2 separate regions of the Ovis aries genome follow, and region 1 is linked to region 2. Evidence: chromatin contacts called from public Hi-C data. All regions are on one chromosome and are shown on one strand. Each heading gives the region's core, a stretch centred on a gene start, on an enhancer-like site or on the middle of the called end of the contact. The rest is flanking DNA. Distances are from core to core; before and after follow the strand shown.

The links. A called contact is a pair of places that touch in the nucleus more often than the background predicts.
Region 1: a Hi-C map of mesenteric adipose tissue shows a contact between it and region 2, with 2.2 times the contacts expected there. The contact joins the enhancer-like site here to the promoter of LSM4 in region 2. A contact is called at or near these places in 5 of 16 Hi-C or Micro-C datasets (blood, hypothalamus, mesenteric adipose tissue and 2 more).

What each region holds. Positions count from the first base shown.
Region 1 is chr5:4,730,209-4,736,032 of ARS-UI_Ramb_v3.0, reverse strand. IQCN (IQ motif containing N) reads right to left here. Exons shown (of 3, transcript XM_042249628.2): 2 at 5,818-5,824; 3 at 1-4,708. The coding sequence starts at 4,678. Among named protein-coding and RNA genes, the nearest start is that of CIST1, 10 kb to the left of the region's middle. Within about 2 kb of position 1,697, at least 11 of the 54 cell types and tissues checked have an H3K27ac peak or open chromatin away from gene starts, as enhancers often do. A contact at or near this core is called in hypothalamus, where this site is marked.
Region 2 is chr5:4,667,389-4,673,206 of ARS-UI_Ramb_v3.0, reverse strand. It overlaps LSM4 (LSM4 homolog, U6 small nuclear RNA and mRNA degradation associated), which reads right to left and starts at 1,912. Exons shown (of 5, transcript XM_027969413.2): 1 at 1,712-1,912. It overlaps PGPEP1 (pyroglutamyl-peptidase I), which reads left to right and starts at 2,145. Exons shown (of 4, transcript XM_042249626.1): 1 at 2,145-2,200.

The DNA of each region.
Region 1 (5,824 bases), core at 448-2,947, 63 kb before region 2:
CATGTGCCCTGGAAAGGCTACCCCGAGTCTGATTCTTCTCCTTCCCAGGGATGGCTGTTCGGGAAAGGGTGGGTGTCAGCTTATTGCCTGGGGAGGCTTGGAACAGACCGGGATCCACCTGATCCCGTCGCTTGGGCGCCGAGCAACGACCAGGAGCCACGGAGTCGGGCCACGGACCTGCGCTTATGGTGCAGGCCTTGGGGGCGTGCAGCTGTGCCTTGCTCACTGTGGCGGCCTGTGGCGGAGCTGAGCTCGTCTCTTTGGTCACCTGCCTAGGGCCCTTGCAGGCTCGTTTATGATTCGGGGACCGAGTTCTCTGCATGGTCTCCTTGGGGACCACAGGTAGCTGTTGCGGAACTTTGGCCCCTTGGGGCTGGCCCCCACTGGGGGGTACCCTGCTGATCCCTGAGGGCTGACACCAGCAAACAGACCCCCCATAGTTGGCGGCACAGCTGTGGGAGTGGGTGCCCCTCCCACGAGCTGCGGTGCTGGGAAGCTTGCCCGGTGCTAGCCTGCACTCCCCTGGGGATGCCCTTGTGTGTGGGGCCACCCTGCTGACCTCGTGTGGATTGTGGGCGCTTGTGGTTGAGCTGTCAGTGGCCAGTGACGGCCGGCTGGTGCTCGGGCCCACGCCATTAGCAAGGAGTGGCTGCCACAGACTGGAGGACGGCTGCTGGTGGGGCATGTTGGGCAAGTTGGGGTCTACGTCACTCACTGTGGGGCCGAGAGCTGATGCCAATTCACTCGCCCTGGGGTGCAGGCACACTCTTTCCTCACAGACCCTGGGGGTCAGGTACAGATTTAAGGGGCTCCTGCTGGGTCCCATCTCCCATGACAGAGTGGGACCCGGGGCAGAAATAGGGGGATACTGGTGAATGGTGATCACTCCAGCAATCAAGGAGGCACCTACCGAGACCACGGATGAGCAGGGTGGCCCCCCGAGCATAGCCCCATCCCCCCTCTCTTCCAAGAACCCGGAGGGCCAGCCTGTGACAAAACCCTCCCAGGCCCCACCCCAGGGAACCCTAACCTTGCTGGGCTGTAGTCTCATGGGGCCCAGGGTGGGCCCCCACACGGCCGACAGGCTCCCCCTGCAGTCCACCTCCACGGGGGCCGGCATCACAGTCATCCCACTTCCCACCGTTTTTGAGGTAGCCTTGGGGAGGCCGACTCCAGACCTCAGGGCTGCCTGAGAGAGAGATTGGCTGAGGACTGCACCCAGCTCACCCTGACACAGGGCTTGGCTCAAGGTGGCACGCTCCTCCTCCGTCAGGGCTTTGCTAAGCACGTCCGCCAGTCTGCTCTGAATGGCCTTAGTGAGCTCGCCCCGGGACAGTGCGCGGGACAGGCTGGTGCCCAGCTCGCCCCAGGAGAGTGCCTTCACCAGCACCGTGCCCAGGATGCCCTGGGGCAAGGCCTTGGCCATCGTGGCTCCCAAGACTTCTTTGGACAGGGCCTGGTTCAGGGCTGCCCTCACTTCCCCCTGGGAGAGGGCTTTAGCCAGCAAGGCGCGGAGGTCCTCCTGGGATCCCAGCACAGCAGCCAGCTCAGCACACAGGGAGGCGAGCTGGGAGGCCGCTAGCTCCTCCTGGCTGGGCGGGGGTGCGCTGGTGGTTGACGGCTGGGCCCGGGCAGCCCTGCTATCCCCCCAGGAGTCAGCGTTGCACGTGGTGTGGCCAGCAGAGGCCAGCAGAGGCACCAGCATGTTCTGGGTCTCAGCGGCCCCCTGGCGCAGGCCCAGGGTGGCCTTGCCCTGCACGTAGCTGTGGGATGGGAGCTGGCTCAGTAGTCTGTCTTCTGGCTTGGCTCGGGGCAGAGCGCCAGTGTGCTGGCAGGGCTGGGTGGAAGCCTTGAAGCCCACCAGGAGTGGCTGCGACTGCGTCTTGCTGCTGAGTTCAGCAGCCTGGTGGGCCGCATAGAGGCTCTTAGCTGTATCTGTGACCAGCTGGGCCTGGGACTGCGCCTTTGTCAGTCCGGTGGGGAGGTGCCCTTGGGACTGCACCTTGATCACTGCCGTGGCCAGCTGGGCCTGGGACTGCGCCTTCATGAGCTTGGCGGGCAGGTGTGCCTGGGACAGCGTCTTAGACAGACACACACTCAGGTGTGGCTGGGCCACGGCTGCTGGCGGTTGGGCCGGTGGATGTCCTTGGCCCTGGGCCTTGGCCAGCTTGGCAGACACGTGCTCCTGGGGCAGGGCCTTAGTCAGCTCAGCCAGCAGATGGGCCTGAGGCAAGCCTGTGGTTGAACAAGGGGCCAGTTGCGCTTGAGGCAGACATGTGCTCAGAGGCGCCCCAGCGGTTCTCGCAGGCCCGTACATCCGGGATTGAACCTTCAAGGCATCCGTCCTCGGATGTGCCCGCTTGGTCCTGTCGTTGGCCACTTTTGCCCAGGTCAGCTCCCCGGGCATTTCCACGGCCATACTGGTGTGAGACGCGGTTTCTGTTTTGCCTTGTTTCTGGGAGAAGACCTTGATTTTCTCGCCTTCCAAAGGAGGCCCGGCTGGAGGCTTGGGAGCCCCAGCCCCCAGATGCGATGCGGGAAAGCATTCCACTTTTCTCTCTGTCAAGTATGAGCGGGACGAGACCTTGACAGCCCCTGTCGCCTGTCTTGCGTTCATTGCGCCCCTGGCCTTTGGTCCACTTAGACACGTGTGGGATGAGGTGTCGGAAATTCCAGCTGTCGCCGCTGCTGAGAACGGAGGCTTGAGGTTTCCAGCTGCTGAAGGGGGCAGGCACAGGGTTCTGAGGATGGTGGCCACTGAGCGTAACTGAGCTGGAGTCTTGGTGATCATGGCGGCCAGGCGCGTCTGGGGAGGAGCAGTTTTCGCCGCCGTGGCTCCTTGGAACATCTGATGAGATGGGGTCTTGCTCATTGTAGCCATCTGACACGTCTGCAGTGGGGTCTTGGTCCCCATGGGTGCTGGGCGCGTCTGGGGCGGGATCTTGGTCGGCAAGGGCACTGCACACGGCTGGGGCGGGACTTTGGTCGCTGTGGCCGCAGGCCGTGTCAGAGTTGGAGACCTGATCATCGAGGCCAGGAGGCATAGCTGGGGTGGGGCCTTCGTCATCGCGGCCTTCGCCGGTCGTGTCTGGGGTGTAGTGTTGGTCATGGAGGCTGTTGGTCGCATTGGGGCTGGGGTCTTGGTCCCTTGGGTCGCCGGGCAGGGCTGGGGTGAGGTTTTGGTGATGGTTATCATGGGCCCTGGGCATGGCTGGGGTTGGATCTTACTCATCATGGCTGCCAGGCATGACTGGAGTGGGGTCTTGGTCGCTGTGGCTGGTGGGCACGTCTGAGGTGGGATCTTGGCCACTGGGGCTGGGGGGTACACCTGGGGTGGGGCCTTGGTTACTGTGACAGTTGGCATTGGGCATGGCTGGGGTAGGGTCTTGTTCATCATGGCTGCCAAGCACGACTGGAGTGGAGTCTTGATCGTGGTGGCCGCTGGGCATGTCTGGGCCGCGGTCTTGGTCATGGGGGCTGCTGGGTACGTCGGCGGTGGAATCTTGGTCATCGCAGCTGCCAGGTACATCTGGGGTGGGGTCTTGGCTATCGTTACCATGGGCACCGGGCAAGGCTGGGGCGAGGTCTTGGCTATCGCGGCTGCCGGGTACATCTGGAAGGGAGTCTTGATCGTGGTCATAGTGGGCCCTGGCTGGGAGAGGGTCTTGTTTATCACAGGTGCTGGGCCTGTCCGAGGTAGCATTTTGAGGACCTCTGCTTCCATGGGGGCCTGGGTTTGGGTCTTGAATTGTCCTTGAACTGCCTGGGCGCACCTTCCAGATGGTGGTGGCCCCGTGGCTCCTGCCTTGTCGGCTCTGGCAGTTATTTGCTTGGTCTTCATCGTGTCCCCTTCTACTTGGACAAGGCAGGTACTCCTGACAGTTCTTGTCATCAGGCACGGGCGGCACTTTGCATCGAGACTCACGGGACAGGGAAGTTTGATGGCGACTGTCTGGTGTGGCAGGAAGGTGATGCTGGGGCCTCCGGCAGAGCACATCCCAGGTGGTGACGTGCCCTGGGACTGGAGCAGGGCCAGTTGGTGGGTATAAGCGGCCAGGCTGTCGGAGGAAGGGAACTGGGTCTCCTTGCTCACCATGGTGGGCTGGGCTAGAAGGGACTTGCCCTCTTCCGGATGCTGGAACCGCACCTGCTGGGGCGGGTGGTAAGGGATGTCCCCCTCCTCCACCTTTGCTTTTTTCTCCATCGTCTTGCCAGACCGGAGGAGGCGCCTGGTGTTGAAGCGTCGCCAGGCCTCCTGGATGGCCTTGGCCGCCATCATCTGGGAGATGAGCTTCTGCCGGAGGCGGTACCCCCTCCAGTTGGCTTGAATGAGGGTGGCTGCACGGGACAGCATCATGTCCATTTCATCCACCAGGACATTCCTGAAGGCCTGGCTCTCCAACACAGCCCGGAGGCGAGGGACACGATGAACCACCGTCTTGTCCTTGTCACGCTGTTCCAGAAGGGTCTCCTTGGAGGAAGGTGGTTCACTCTGGGGCTGTGGATGCAGTGGTTCCGGATTGTCTTGGAGATTGGGATCGGGCTGATAGGAGCTCTGCCCACTGGGTGATGCCTGCAGCCGTGAACACAGTGTCCCCATTCTGTCCTGGAAATTGGGGATGGGCTGATAGGAGCTCTGCCGACCGGGTGATGCCTGCAGCTGTGTTGCCTGCTGCATTGTCTTGGTTCCTAGGCGGGTCAGCTCTGCCTGTGGGGGCCAGTAGGGAAGTGGTCAGGGAGCAGCGTCATACGAGACACGAGGCCTCCTGGCTGGGGCGGGTACTCACCCCCCAGAACCTACATGTTCTTGTTCCTGGTATCTTGCAATCTTCCTCCTCTCCTTGGCAGGAACTCCTTCCCAGTCATATGCCCGGGTGGCCTTTCCTACCACCAGGCCACATCATGCTGTGGTTACTTCGACATCAGCACACAGGGCACATTCTCACCTGAATGCCTGACCACCTACCTGCTCTTCAACTTCCCTCTGTATCTGGGACATACTATAAGGACAGCACTGATCATACTGTTTTGGAAATATCCTGCCTGTGTCTGTGTGCATGGTATCATTTGCTTCTTCCCACTGACTGATGGTATTCTGAATTCTTAGATGGTAGGAACCGAGCCTGGCTCATTTCTGTGGCCCCATCTCAGTCACAGGGCCTGGGCTCCCAGTTGTGAAAAGGTAGACATTCTGAGTGGCTAGCCTGGCTGTAAATGAGTAGGGGAGCAGATTGAAGGTTGGATGGATAGATGGATGACTAGATCCTGAATGGATGAATTAGTGGACGAATGAATATTGGATGGGTTGGAGGAACAGATAAAAGAGTTTGGGTTGAAAATGGGTGAGGAAATGAAGTTGATGAATGAATTGGCAAACAGATCAGTAAATAAGAAAATGGATACATGGATGGATGGATGGATGGATGAGAGGGTAAGCAGGTAAATGGATAGAGGTCTGGGTAGCAGGATAACTGGATAGATGGAGGGATGAGGATAGATGAGTGGGTGAGCAAACAGATGGAACATGAGCAGATAAATGAGTGAGTGAGTGGAGAAAGGTAAAGGCGATGGTAAAGAGATCAGTGAAAAGGAGGTGGATTGATGAATGCCTGGATGGATCAGAGAACAGATGGGGGATACCATAGATGATGGATAGATCAATGACAGATGGGAGGATGGGCACAGGGAAAAATGGAGAGGTGACTGGATTTCAGAAGTACCCCGGTGCAGAGTATTCAGACACTCCGGCAGCCCTGGAACATAAGACACTTACTTTACAGGAGTCCCCCCTTCTGGCTGAGACCACAGACTGCATACCTTGGAA
Region 2 (5,818 bases), core at 663-3,162:
TGGCTCTTCCAGCCAACTTTCTTTCACCCCGCTTGTCCCTGAGGACTCAGTTATTCCTGATCCATGTCCCAGCCCCTTCCATGTGTGACTTGGGACAAGCAACTTAGCGGCTCTAGGTTCCTTTTCCTCACTTGCAAAATGGGATAAGAACAGTTCCTCCCTCCGAGGCTTTGTGATATTAAAAACAAACACACACACACACACTAGGGACTTCCCTGGTGGTCCAGTGGCTAAGACCCTGCATTCCCAATGCAGGGGGCCTGTGTTTGATCCTTGGGCAGGGAACTGGATCCCACATGCTGCAACCAAGTGTATGAACGCCACAGCTAAAAATCCTGAATGCCACAACTAAAGGTTCCACATGCCACAGCGAAGGGTGAAGGTCCTGAGTGCCACAACTAAAACCTGGCACAGACAAATATTTTTTTTAAAAGACCTTAAAAAAGAACACTAGTGATATGCTTAAGTGGGCACTGCATCCACTGAACACGAGCTTTCATCCCCAGTCACTCGCGGCAGTAGCTTGTGACTCAGTTTCTCTGATCACCATTGACTCTGGGTGTTAACAGTTTCCCTGTATTACTGCCCCATTGCAATGGGGGGAAAATGACACCCACTGTGGCTTCTCTCTTTCCAAACCCCCAGCTTCTAGCAATGCATGCACTTCATCCCAGACACTTATTACATGTTTGAATGATAAAATCTGATCTTGGTTAAGATTTTAGTTCTGTTCTCTTCTTCCCATTGGCTGAGGTCTCACTCCCAAGCCAGCCCAGGCAAGATCTCAGATTTTCTGAATTCTACCTGAAGCTGCCAGAGACCAAAATAGCCACTAAGTATGTGATCTCGGGCTTGAGTTTACAAACAAGGCTTTGGGCAGTTCAGAGAATGCTGCATTGGGTATTCTGAGGCCTGGGTCAGAGACTGACAGTCCTTGGTCAGCACCCTGGTTAATCCAGGCCAAGGCTGCTTGGAATGAGAGGTCAGTGACCCAACTCCAAGGTCCAGCCCTGTTTCTAAGGATGTGGCCAGAAACTCAGCGTTATTTTTCTGGCTATCTTGGGATGAATTCTGACCTCTGATGAACGTGGACTGGGGACCTACTGTGTGCCAGGCACAAGGCTCTAATGGAGACATGCCCCTACTCTGGAATTTAGGGCAGGAAGTGGGAAATAAATCAGAACAGCAGGGCCCCTAAAGGGATGATTTCTGAATGTGATTGCTGCTCTGAAGAGAGTGGAACAAGGAAATGAGATGGACCTACTAGGGTGGTGGTGAAGTGGGATAGGGATTTCAGCCGAGGTGAGGCGGAAACCTAGGAGGAGTTTATGCTCCAGCTGAGTTCTGAAGGAGAGGCATTTGGTTTCGCAGGAATCTTCAGAACACGTTCCAGGCAGAGGGAACAGCAAGTGCAAAGGCCCTGAGGTTGGGCCCTTGGAGGACTCCTGGGGTTAGAGCAGCAGCTGTGTACTGGAGAAACAAGCAGGGGAAGGCCTGGTCTCTGGGGCCACATCAGCCTCCTTCTCAACGTAGGAGCCTGCTTAGGGCACCACCCAGCTGTGCAGTGTTTTCACTTTATTTCCTTCCCCCCGCCTCAAACTCCTGGCCTGAATGCCGCATATGTAGCCCCAGGAGGCTTCAGTTGAGTGGCTTTCCGAACTATGCCTCAGCTTTCTCTATCAAAGGGACGGGGAAAAAGAGCCTTACTCACAGGGAGATGGAAGGGGGGCTCCGATATAATTCACAGCAAGCGATCTGTGAACATTTGTGGACTAAATGATCAGCTCGTCCCCAAGGCATGACTCAGGGAGTTCGAGAGGCCACAGCCTGCGAAGCGAACCGTCCGAATCCTGCAGGTGGGGAAACAGGTTGGGAACGACGAACAGCCACGCACTTCTCAGCGGAGAGTTATGGACGCGGCGCGCACGCTGCGTCTCGGGCCCGGGCACGCGCACGCTCGGCTGCCCGAACGGGGGCGGGGCCTGGCGGGGGCGGGGCGGGGCCGGGCTCGAGGGCGGGGCGGGGCCGGGCTCGGGGGCGAGGCGGGGCCGGGCTCGGGGGCGGGGCGGGGCCGGGCTCGGGGGCGGGGCGGCGCGGGTCCGAGCCGCGGCAGCTGACTCGCCCGCGCAGACCGGGAACCGGTCAGAGGCACAGCCTGAGCCCGCCATGGAGCAACCCAGGAAGGCGGTGGTGGTCACGGGTACGAGGGCATCGCGCGGATGGCGGCCGCGGTGGCGGCGTCCTGGGGCAGGGCTGGGTGGGGCGGCTCGGGAGGCGGCGAGGCGCGTCGCGCGGAGGGACGCGGCGGCCCGGGTGGGGCAGGTGCTAGAAGTCGCCTCAGATTTGGAAGGTGTCATCGCCCGAGGGAGCCCAGCGCAGTCCGCGCGAAACGGAGAACGTGGAGAAGGGGGCGCCCCTGTGGTCCCACTGTCAGGGGTCGGGGCAGCCAAGGACGTGGGGGTCCTGGCAAAGGCCCTGCACGGAGCAGGCCCCTGGGCGTCCTTCCTCTCCCCGTTGGGGACACTGACCCTCCGGACACCTGTTTGTTGTGTCTGCCCTCCCGAGGTCGGGTTTGACACCACCCCCGGTCCCAGGGGACAAAGGTCGATTTGCGGGCAGGAAGTGCCCCGGTGACAAATGAACGTCTTGCCAGACACTGCTCCCCGAACCCTGCGCTAATGAGGGGCTGCTCCCCCGAGGCGGGGGCAGGCGGAGTTCGGGGAACTTCGGGTTGCCGGCCGTTCTTCCGGTTGTTTCAGGGACTGTCTTGATCAAAATCTTTCCTGCCCGGGCTGTTTGTGATTAAGCCGGCTTCCCCCCACCCCCCCCCCACTCCTCTGTCGCCAACTCCCCGAAACTAACTGCGCCTCCCCCTCTGAGAGACTCCGCCTCGGAGCCTCGTGGGCGTCAACTTCCGCCGGGCCTCTGCGGGGGGTGGGAGGGGGACCGTCGCGAGGGGTGAGAGTGAGAAATCCGGCCAAGATTCAAACAGGTGGTGTGTGGCCCAGGAAGGTCCGGGCTGGTCCTGGAATTCCCAGGAAGATGGAAGAAGCCACTTACCTGACAGGTGTGTCAAGTTGCCGGAGGGTCACTCTCCCCTGCAGCCCTCCTGTGTCTGCTCGTTTATTACTTTAGGGCTAACTCTGGCGGCGGCCCTGGGAGGGACATTTTTCTGGCCTGAGGTTATTACATCTTTACTGTCTCATTTTGCAGAAGGGGAAACCGAGGGTCACAGAGGTGCCCTTGTTTGTCAGTGGCTGAGCTGGGACCCATATTTGGTCCATGCAGGAGGAGGAAAGGGGTAGAGAGATTCTGGCCCTACATGGGGCCCCCCTGCTGTTCCAGCCCATGTATTCCTCCCAGGGCCATGATACCACCTGGGGCACTTGGCCCAGCTGGAGTGACCCATGACACGTGATCAAGGACAGCCTCTCTTCAAGAGATTTATGTTTTAATGTGTTTGGGTTGGTCAGAAGAGGCAGGCCACAGACTCTGCTGGGTCTGGGTTTGAATCCATGCTCTTCCTTCTCCTTGTGTGACCTTGGACAGCTGGTTTCACCTCTCTGTGCTTCAGTCAGGAAACACCCTTTGAAAGGGAGGCACAGGGGGGCTGAAGGCCACAGGGCATGAGCACCTGGGACATCTTCAGGTACAGTCTGGTTTGTAAATAAATGGGGCCCAGTGACTAGGGAAGAGGATGAAGGGATGGTGCCTAGACAGCCTGACCTGGGAGATACCAACGTACCTTCCTGAAGGGCCATTCCTTATCAGACCGTGAATCATGGAGCACCTCCAGCCCTGTAATTCCAGAGTCCAGGAAAGGTGCACAAAGACAGTGATGAAACAGTTATATTTGGGGATCAAGGATAGGGGAAGAAACTGAGAGGGGAAAAAAGTCAGCCTTTTCTGGAGCAAAAAGGGGGCGCTGGCCCCTTGCCGACACAAGATCAGGTGAGAGTGAGAACAAGATAGGACTCACAACTTCAGTTAAGAACAGTTATGTGGCAGGGCGCTCTGAAGGGACCACTGGGTGCACCCCAGAACTTGGACAAGGCCCCTGGCATTGTCCCCGGGGAGGGCTGCTCCCGAAGCTCCGCGCTCCGTTCTTGTGGACACACGCAGCCGCCTGGCCCTGGGCAGGCCAGGAGGGGCCTCTGGGTGGTGATGTGCTGCTTTTACTTTTTTTTCCAGGATTCGGCCCTTTTGGGGAACATACTGTGAATGCCAGCTGGATTGCGGTCCAGGTAACTGAATCCAGAGGGGAGGAATCAGGCTGGGCTTCCCCTGGCAATATTTGGTGCCAAAGAAAGCAAGCAACCTACGAAGAGAGCGTCTCCCGTGAAGCTTCCTGGAGAGAGATGTTACCAGTCTGACAGATATTCCTGCTCAGATAGTTAACTGCTCTAATGTTTGTTGAGAGCTTGTTCTGCGCCAGGCATTTTTTCTGCCTAGAGCACTGAATTCTTCCAACAACCCTTAGGTGTGTTTATTCTTGTGCCCACTTTACAGATGAGGAAACTGAGGCCCACAGAGAGTTATTTGAGGTCATCCAGCTCAGAAACCAGAATGGCCTCTCTTCAAGAGTTCCCATGCCCCAGCCAGTGAATATTGGGAATTGTGGCAACCTTATAGAAGGGATTGCAGTGATCTGTGTTGCCTCTGGGCAGCTGAAGCAAAGACTGCATATTGAGGGCAGGGAGGGGGGAGTCCTTCCTGTTGTCCCAAGCCTTCTAGTTTCTTTGTCAGCTGGGGCATTTGGAGAGACAGACTAGGGAACAATGGGCAGAGAGAAAGAGAGAAACGTTTTCTCCTTATATAAATCAGATCTGCAGAGACTCGAGCCAAACTAGTGTTAATCCTAGCCCATTAGCTGCTTGATTTAAAGCACCCGCCCGCCCCCCGCCCTGGCTTTCCACTCCAGAGCCCTGAATTTGGAGAAAAAGCCAAGTTGAAACCTTAGTGTGTCAACACCTAGTTGGGAAACCCCCATGTTTTTTTATCTCCCTTCTTTCAGACCTCAAAATCTCAGCCACATTCATCTCCCTTTTTTAAAAAAAATTCACCCCACTTTGGAAGCAGGACAGAGGGACGGGATCCCCGGGACTCCACAGATGGGAGCGTGTCTGAGGCCCTGCTCGTTGCACCCGCTCCCTGGAGCCCCAGACAAAAAGGAAACAGCGTGTTTCTCAAGGCGTGTGTGTCTGGCTTTGTGCGAGTTTCAGACAGGAGCCTTCACGGGGCTGAGTGGATACAAAGCCGAGTGTCTGAGTTCCCGGGCCCCCAGACACTATGATCTGCATCTAAATAGGAGAAAAATCAATTAAACAATCTTTGGAAATCCCTTGGAGCATCAGGACGGGGATGGTGAAGGATGGCAGCTTCTCTTCCTGCTGCTGGAGGGGAGATCCACTTTGTATTTCAGTCAACCCTCTCTCCAGACCTTGCCTCTAGAAGTCTTTCAATTTTCTTCCTTTACTTTATGAGACAGGGTTGGGTTCTCCACCATTGCCCAGCTAAAAAGATGCCAACCTTTCCCTTTTAAAAAGCTGGAGCCGCCCCCAGGTACCCTGAGTGCACGCAGCTGTCTAACTTCATGATGTTTGACGCCTGTGTACCTCTGTGGCGCCTGAGCCCAGTTGAAATCTAGAACATTCTCAGCGCCTTCTCTGCTCTTCTGCATTGCAGAAGCCCCTTATGTCCTTTATGAGCTACTTGCACCACCCCCTGCCCCCCACCCAGGTGCAGGCGTCTCTGCAGACTTTATGGCCACCCTACGTGCGTTCTGCCTGTTCTAGAACTTGGTGTCAGCACAGTTGGC